Regions from separate parts of the Mustela erminea genome. Here region 2 is linked to region 1. A link is a contact called in public Hi-C data. All regions are on one chromosome and are shown on one strand. Each heading gives the region's core, a stretch centred on a gene start, on an enhancer-like site or on the middle of the called end of the contact. The rest is flanking DNA. Distances are from core to core; before and after follow the strand shown. Region 1 holds the start of RBM12B (RNA-binding protein 12B). Region 2 holds the start of PDP1 (pyruvate dehyrogenase phosphatase catalytic subunit 1).

What was found. A called contact is a pair of places that touch in the nucleus more often than the background predicts.
Region 2: a contact with region 1 is called in a Hi-C map of spleen, with 2.2 times the contacts expected there. The contact joins the promoter of PDP1 here to the promoter of RBM12B in region 1. A contact is called at or near these places in 2 of 3 Hi-C or Micro-C datasets (skeletal muscle and spleen).

Annotation. Positions count from the first base shown.
Region 1 is chr16:43,026,915-43,030,320 of mMusErm1.Pri, reverse strand. RBM12B (RNA-binding protein 12B) reads left to right here and starts at 1,643. Exons shown (of 4, transcript XM_032315555.1): 1 at 1,643-1,793.
Region 2 is chr16:43,164,045-43,167,450 of mMusErm1.Pri, reverse strand. It overlaps PDP1 (pyruvate dehyrogenase phosphatase catalytic subunit 1), which reads right to left and starts at 1,700. Exons shown (of 3, transcript XM_032316288.1): 1 at 1,441-1,700; 2 at 596-630. The coding sequence starts at 626.

The sequences.
Region 1 (3,406 bases), core at 394-2,893:
TCCTCATTCCATTTTCATGTTTAGCAAACAATTCTCTGAGCATTTGACTTCATATAGAGAGCATACACAGGTCAGAAAAAGCCAGAGCTGACCTCAGGTCCACTTTGCCAGTGTTTCTTCTTGTGAATTAATATTGACAATATTCACATCCTGGAGTGTAGGTTGTGTGCTTGTTTAAAGGGAGTCTACCTCCAAGGACAGAATCCTCCCCTGTGGCCTCTGGGAGCAAATGACCAGGGTTCAATTCCTGGCTTTACCTTGCACTATCCCTGTAGCTTTGAACAAGCTATGTGATCCTTTATGTCCATTTCCCTTATCTGTAAAATAGGAAAAATAATAGTAACTACTTCTGAAAGTAGTTGTAAGAATACAATGAGATAATGCACAGGGCTTGCCACATAGTAAGCCCTCCATAAACTTTAGCTTTTGAGGTCAGGTTCCCCTAGGACCAAACCCTGGACTGTGGGGAATAATCAAGGCAAATGCTATCTACTCAATGAAACTAGCTTCCCAAAGTGCTATCCTTTGCTTGTATAAGGATCACCCTGACATATGAAACCACTAATACTTACCTAGTCTCAGGTTTTACGCATATTAACTCATTTAATATTTATGGCAAGCCCATGGTGTAGATGCTACTATTATCCCCATTTTACAGATGAGGAAACTGAGGCATGTAGAGGCTAAAAAATTTACCCAAGTGAGTAAATGGTGGCTCTCATTCCAGGAACCACCTTTTATTCACTTGTTAGATGATCTCTTCTCACAATCCTACCAGAGAGATGGAAAATTCATTTTTTTCATCTCCAAAGTGTTCTAAAGATATCGTTTCTGCTTTCTTAGGGAGCTTTGACTCCACCCATAAATACATCATGTAGTTATAAAACTGGTGGTCTGCTTTATTTGCAAAAAAATGAAAACTGGTAGGCTGCTTTATTTGCAAAAAAATGAAATCAAACATAAGGTTGTTCACCACCCATTACGTAGCCGGCATCACAGAACATTTCTGTAATTGTGCTTTTCACTTACCATTTTTTCAAGGTTGGTCTGTCTCATGTTTCAAAAAACTGGAAAGTAGGAACAACAAACAAAAAAAATTGCTTCGCAAAGTTCTTAGTGTCTATAAATTCGGCATAATTTAATATAATATAAATAGGCATGCATTTATTAAGCTCCCTGGGTGTTGGCATCGTATCTGCCAAACATCTAAGGCAATAAAACATTTTTAATCCCCTTTCAGATTTTATAAAGAGCCTTTCAGAAGATGCTTGCGCCACACGATTACTGCAGAGCTGAAGACAGAAAGAAATTGTCAACTTTTCTCTGCTTTTGTATCTCCTTCCTTAACTCCTGGAAATCACGAACGTTTGTGCAACGTACCTCAAGAGTTATTTGTTGAAGCTTCTCATTACCACAATGAGTCGACTCCGAACTTTGTCTAGGAATATCGCCTCTCTTTGGTGGAGACTCCCGGATTGGATGGAATCTGAGCATGCGCAGAAGCTCACCAAACCCAGGGCGGGACGGCGCGCTCGCGGGCTCCGCCTCCCTTCCCCTGACAACGGGAAGCGGGTGAGCGTCAAGACGCCTGCGCAAACGTGGCCGGGGCGCCGGGGTGGTGGGTTACGCCTGGAGAGCGCATGGGCAGACAAACTGTACGTCCGTTTGTCCGGAGCGGAGGGGAGAGTGGGCGCCATCTTCTTCTAGGCTCACTGAGGGCTCCACCTGGGCAGGCTGCTGCGACGAAGAGTGTCCCCCGACTCCGGCCTTGTGTGTCCGACTCGGCAGCAGTGGTGTGTGTTTATTACCAAGTGCGAAGCAGTTACCCTTCGGGCGTCGGGGGTGGGGAGGGGTTTGGCGATGGGGACGGAAGAACAGGGAAAGGCGGGGCCCGCAGCCGCGCCAGGAGCTAGCGCAGCTTCTGCCGTTAGGGCACCCTCATTCCTTGCTAAACACCGACTCTCCCGTCAGTCCCCATGTGGTGTTGTGTGCGCGCTGCCCAGTTTTCTTAAGAGTGAAGATATCGAAGGATTTCATAGGTATTTTTTTTTTCTTTGCTATGTCATCGTAGTCAGTGGTGGCAGAAAAGCGCTGAAGGCCCAGCTTGTTAGGCATGAGAGTGGCCCAAAGTGTTTTGAGTTAGGTATGGGGCAGTACACCGTGTGGCGAGTTAGGGTGGAGTGTTTGCCCTTGGGACAGCGTAACGGAAAGGCACGGAGGTTGGGCGGTCCAGGTTAATTTGAAGGCTGATTGTGGCTGAAGGTCTGGCGACAGCATCGGATCCCACGTAGCAACTTTGGCCTGGCGCGAAAGAAGGAAGCTCTGACCCCTGGGAGTATGGACAAAGGCTTTGGGCTATAGAAGCAATGCCTTCGGATGATCCCCATTTGAGGATGATGGATATTATGGGAAATCCTGTGCCGTGTGGATTCGTCTTCATTTCCAGTTCCCCTTAAGGACTATGGTTCTGTGTCGTCATACCTTTGGTTTTTATTTTAACCATCTACATTATAAAATGATAAAAGGCAGATCTTCATAAAGAATAATTGCGGACTGGGCCAGATTATTTTCGGCAGGGGAAACTCCTGTGTTTAGGATTTCATCATAACTTTGGGTTTTAAAGAACAGTCATTTTCTTTCCCCCACCATATCTGGAAAATGACTTGTTATTCGCTAGTTAAAATCAAATAGGTCTGAGATAATAATACCTATTTAAATTTAGTCTCTTGTGCCCTTCAGACTTGATTAGAAGATGCACATTTTGTATTGTTTAGTGGATAATGGTGATCAAGTGGGATGAATCCTGGATAAAATCAGCAAGATTATTTAAAATGAACTTACAAATTTCAGTGAGTTGCCCTTAAAGGAGCTTTTAAGGACTCTCTCACTTATATCTTTTCATAGGTTAGAAGTTCTAACATCATGGTCTTTAAATCAACACAGTCAAAAGAATACGTGTGTTGCCTTCATAAGTAGAAAAAATTTTAAGTGCAGTGACCTTTGGGTATTTTGTGTATTTCGATTTTTGTGTAATGTTCTTAGGGTGGAATTGCTGAGGAGTTTGCTTAAGGAAATAACATGGAACCACAGGAAAAGTGCTCATTTTGAGAACTGGTCTCTTATAGGTGGTCTCTCAGGTGTGTCGTTGAGAGAGAAAATAGTACGTTTCCCTCCCATCCGAAGGGCAGAAAAGTTAGGTGTTAGTTATACGTGACAAATTAGAAAAAAATACTTTATATTGTCTGTTTGAATAGGAATCATGAGATTTGTACTCATGGAACTATTTAAAATACTGTTTGTAAGCAAGGGAGAAGAAGAAATTTTGAAATTTTTTGAATTTGACATATTCCTTCAAACATCCCTAAGTATCTTGTAGATATATTTATGTTCTCAGGGCAAATCCCTT
Region 2 (3,406 bases), core at 451-2,950, 140 kb before region 1:
AAGATGCACTGCAATCCAAAACAGAAGAGAGACCTATCCATTCTTCCTGATGTGCTGGGCAGAGCCTGTGCCAAGAAATGATTCCACTTCATTCAATAAACTCACGGATCATATTAATTAGAAAATGCTGTTAATACTGCACCAACTCCGGGGCTCTTTAGCTTTTAACGCTTTTGGTGTAAATGGAAAAAAAAAAAAAAAAAGAGCTATACTAGTCATTAAACGTGTCAGAACCTCAGTTTATGTAATCCAATTACATTATATATCCTATATAAAGACTTTTCAGTTTCTCAGCATTTTCTGGAAATGCCTAGCCATTTCATAGCTCCCATTATCTATACAAGAATGAAAAAGCGATTTCCCTCAGAAGACCCTAAGCCTCAAGCCAGCACTTGTTTGATTAGTTTCCTTTGTCCCCACCTGAAAATTGCACTCACTAAGGTAATCAAAGCTATCCAGGTCCAGGACCCTTTTGTCCCCTTTTTCTATCTACCTCACCCCTTAATTCCACGCGACCCACCTAGAACCATCCACGCACAAAATCAGTCACCATCCTTCCTGGGTACCCAACGCAGGTAGTTAAGTGAATACCTACCAATTCGTCTGGGCCCGGGACACACACACATTCTCCTGTCATCACAACACGGAGCCGACAACATCCACAACCCGCGCGGACAGCAGCAGCGACAGCAGCACCGGCCCATTGAAAGCAAGGCAGAGATGCTCATTAGAGGAGGCGGCGGCGGGGGAGGCGGGCACAGAGGAGGGGCGAGCTCTCGCTCCAGCCCCGCGAACGGGGCTGGGGGGGAGGGATGGAGCAGGGAGAAAGGGGAGGAGAGAAGGAAACCAACCAAACAAACCCACCCGGCGAGAGAGTCAGGGACGCAGCCCGAGGCGGCTGGAACCCCAAGCCAGCAGAGATGCGCCCCGGGTCCGGCCCCTCCCTCCAGCCCGGGCGCGGAGCCCACCGGCCCCCGACATCCTCCACCTGCTGCCCACCCCGCCCGGCCCACGCTACGCCGGCTTCGGTCCAGAAGCCTAAGGCAGGGTCCACCGCGCAGGTGGGGTCAGCCTGGACCCCGCGGTGCGTACGGGGGACCCTCAGGCAGAGGGCGCCACGCCGCCGCACCTCCCCGGAGCCAGCCCTCCGGCAGGACCCCACGGCGCCCCCGGCGCTGACAGCGGCTGCGGTCGGCCCGCCCCCCAACCGAGTCCGCACGGCTGCCCCTAGGCGCCGCCACGCCCGCCCGCAGCCCCGACGCCCCCGCGCGCACCTAGCGCTCCGGGGCTCGTCCTCCCCACCCCCAGCTCCGGCCGCCACCCTTCGCACGCCGGCGGCCGCCGCTCCCCAGGCGCGCCGGGCAACCCCCTCACAACTTTGGGCGGGTAGCAGGGGATTCCGGACCCGGCGGCTCGGGAATGGGAGCAGGGAATACGAACCGGGCACGCAGGGGAGGAGCCGCTTCTTCCCGACGAGGAGACGGCAGCAGCAGCGGCGGCACCAACCCGTACTCCTTCCAGGCCACCCGGCTTAACTCCCCGGAGTGCGGCCCCAGGCCCCCAGCTGGCCCACTCCCTGCCCCGCCGGGCCGCCACCCTGCCCCGCCCGAACGTCCGGGCCGGAGCACTTCCCGCCTCCGGATTGGCTGCGCAAGGGCGAGTGGGCGGAGAGGAGCAGAGCTGCCCCAGCCCGAGGCGGGGAGGGGGGGGAGGAAGAACAGCGCGCTCCGCGCCAGCTTTGTGACGTCACGGGGGTCAGACAATCCCTTCCATTCCGAGCGAGCCGCTCATTGGTTCCACGGGCCCGCCTCACGTGACCGCGCCGGTAGCAGGGTGGAAGGTGGGGCTTCGAGGCGCTGGGGACCAGCGACCCGCTAGGCGGGGCGGCTTTGAAGCGGCTGACTACGGGCGGGGTAGGGGGGAAGCTTTGGGGCCCGCTCCAGCATCGCCACAAGCTGGGGTCCCCGTGGACTGGCTGCTCCCAGCCGGAGGAGCTCCCGCGAATCCTTGGCACCTCGGCGGGGGACCGGCCAAGTGCCAGGTGGCCAGGCGGCTGAACCTCCTTGCGCTTTCCTGGTGGCTTCGTAGGGATAGGCTGCGGGGACGACTCGACCAGTTGACGACTCAACCCAGCAGGGAACGGAATTCCCACCGTTTCGCCCTAGCCTAAAATATAAGGCACGGCAGTCCCAAAGTATCTATTGCCCCATCCATTTGCATTCTTTTGCAGATTTTAGAAACATGAAGTCAGATAATGTTTTCTGTCGTTTTCTGGACACCTCTCGGGGTCTAGGGAGAGGAAGCCGGTCTAGGAAGTTGTGAGGAGGGATTTCTTTTCCCCGTAGAGTGGGTGTGTGCTCTGAAGGGCTTTGAAATCACTATTGTCTGTCTCGTTTTCCCTGATTACAAGGAAAGACAATGCAGCCTACAGAAGTGGGAGGAGCCCTGGACTTGGGAATCAGAGGACCAACATCCAAGTCATTTCTGCTCCATGAGACTCTGTTTCTGTGAGTTAAAGTTAGGCTTGCGGTGGCTTTGGCGTTCTGTGATTAAGCAGAAGACAGCCTGAGGGCTTGTTCGTTTGTCTCTATCAGCACATATCCCCTGTTTATGGGAACTCAGTCATTGATAGTGGCCTCTAAAAGCTTCCTTGGAGATGACAGCAAGTTGATCATTGCACTTACCCTGCCTAGTGTTAAAGTTTACTTTGATTTCTTAAGCATATCTGGTTACTAGCCAACAAAGTTCATAAAGTGATGTCAGTTCGATATAAAAACCGCATGTCAATAGCATTGTGGAGTTCTATTTCTATTAGTCTTGCGTTATTTGATTTGTATGTAGTAAAGAAAAAACTTTATATACACGAAACAGTGCCAAGAACAGGTTTTTCATAATTCCCGGATGTTTTCAGCTGCCTCCTCTAGTCTCTAAATAAATTAGAGGAGAACTTTTTTGTTTGGCTCCAACCTGCCCACAAAACTCTTGTAGCTGCTCTAAGTAGACTTCATCCGCATTTAGACTGCCCATCTGCCTCACTTCCCCCTTTCTTTTTTACTTCTCAAATGAGCTTCTCATAATTTTGTAAGCATTCTTCAACATCCTTTTCCCTACTAGTATATGATATTTTTTATCTGTTTTTTTCTTGGTTCATAGATACAGTAGAATGTGGTTTAGCATAGTGAGTAAGAACAGATCTAGAAGCAGGCTGCCTGGATTCCAGCCTCAGCTCTGCAGCTTACTATGTGATCTTGGGCAACTTTGTTCTGGCTCAGCTCTCTCATGTGTAAGATAGGAATAAAAATAGTAATAACACAGGGTTGTATTACGTAGACCAATATAAATATATATTTTGTTAAAGAAAGTACACAGCAGGTCGTAAAGGCTATGTAAGTATTAGCTATTATTG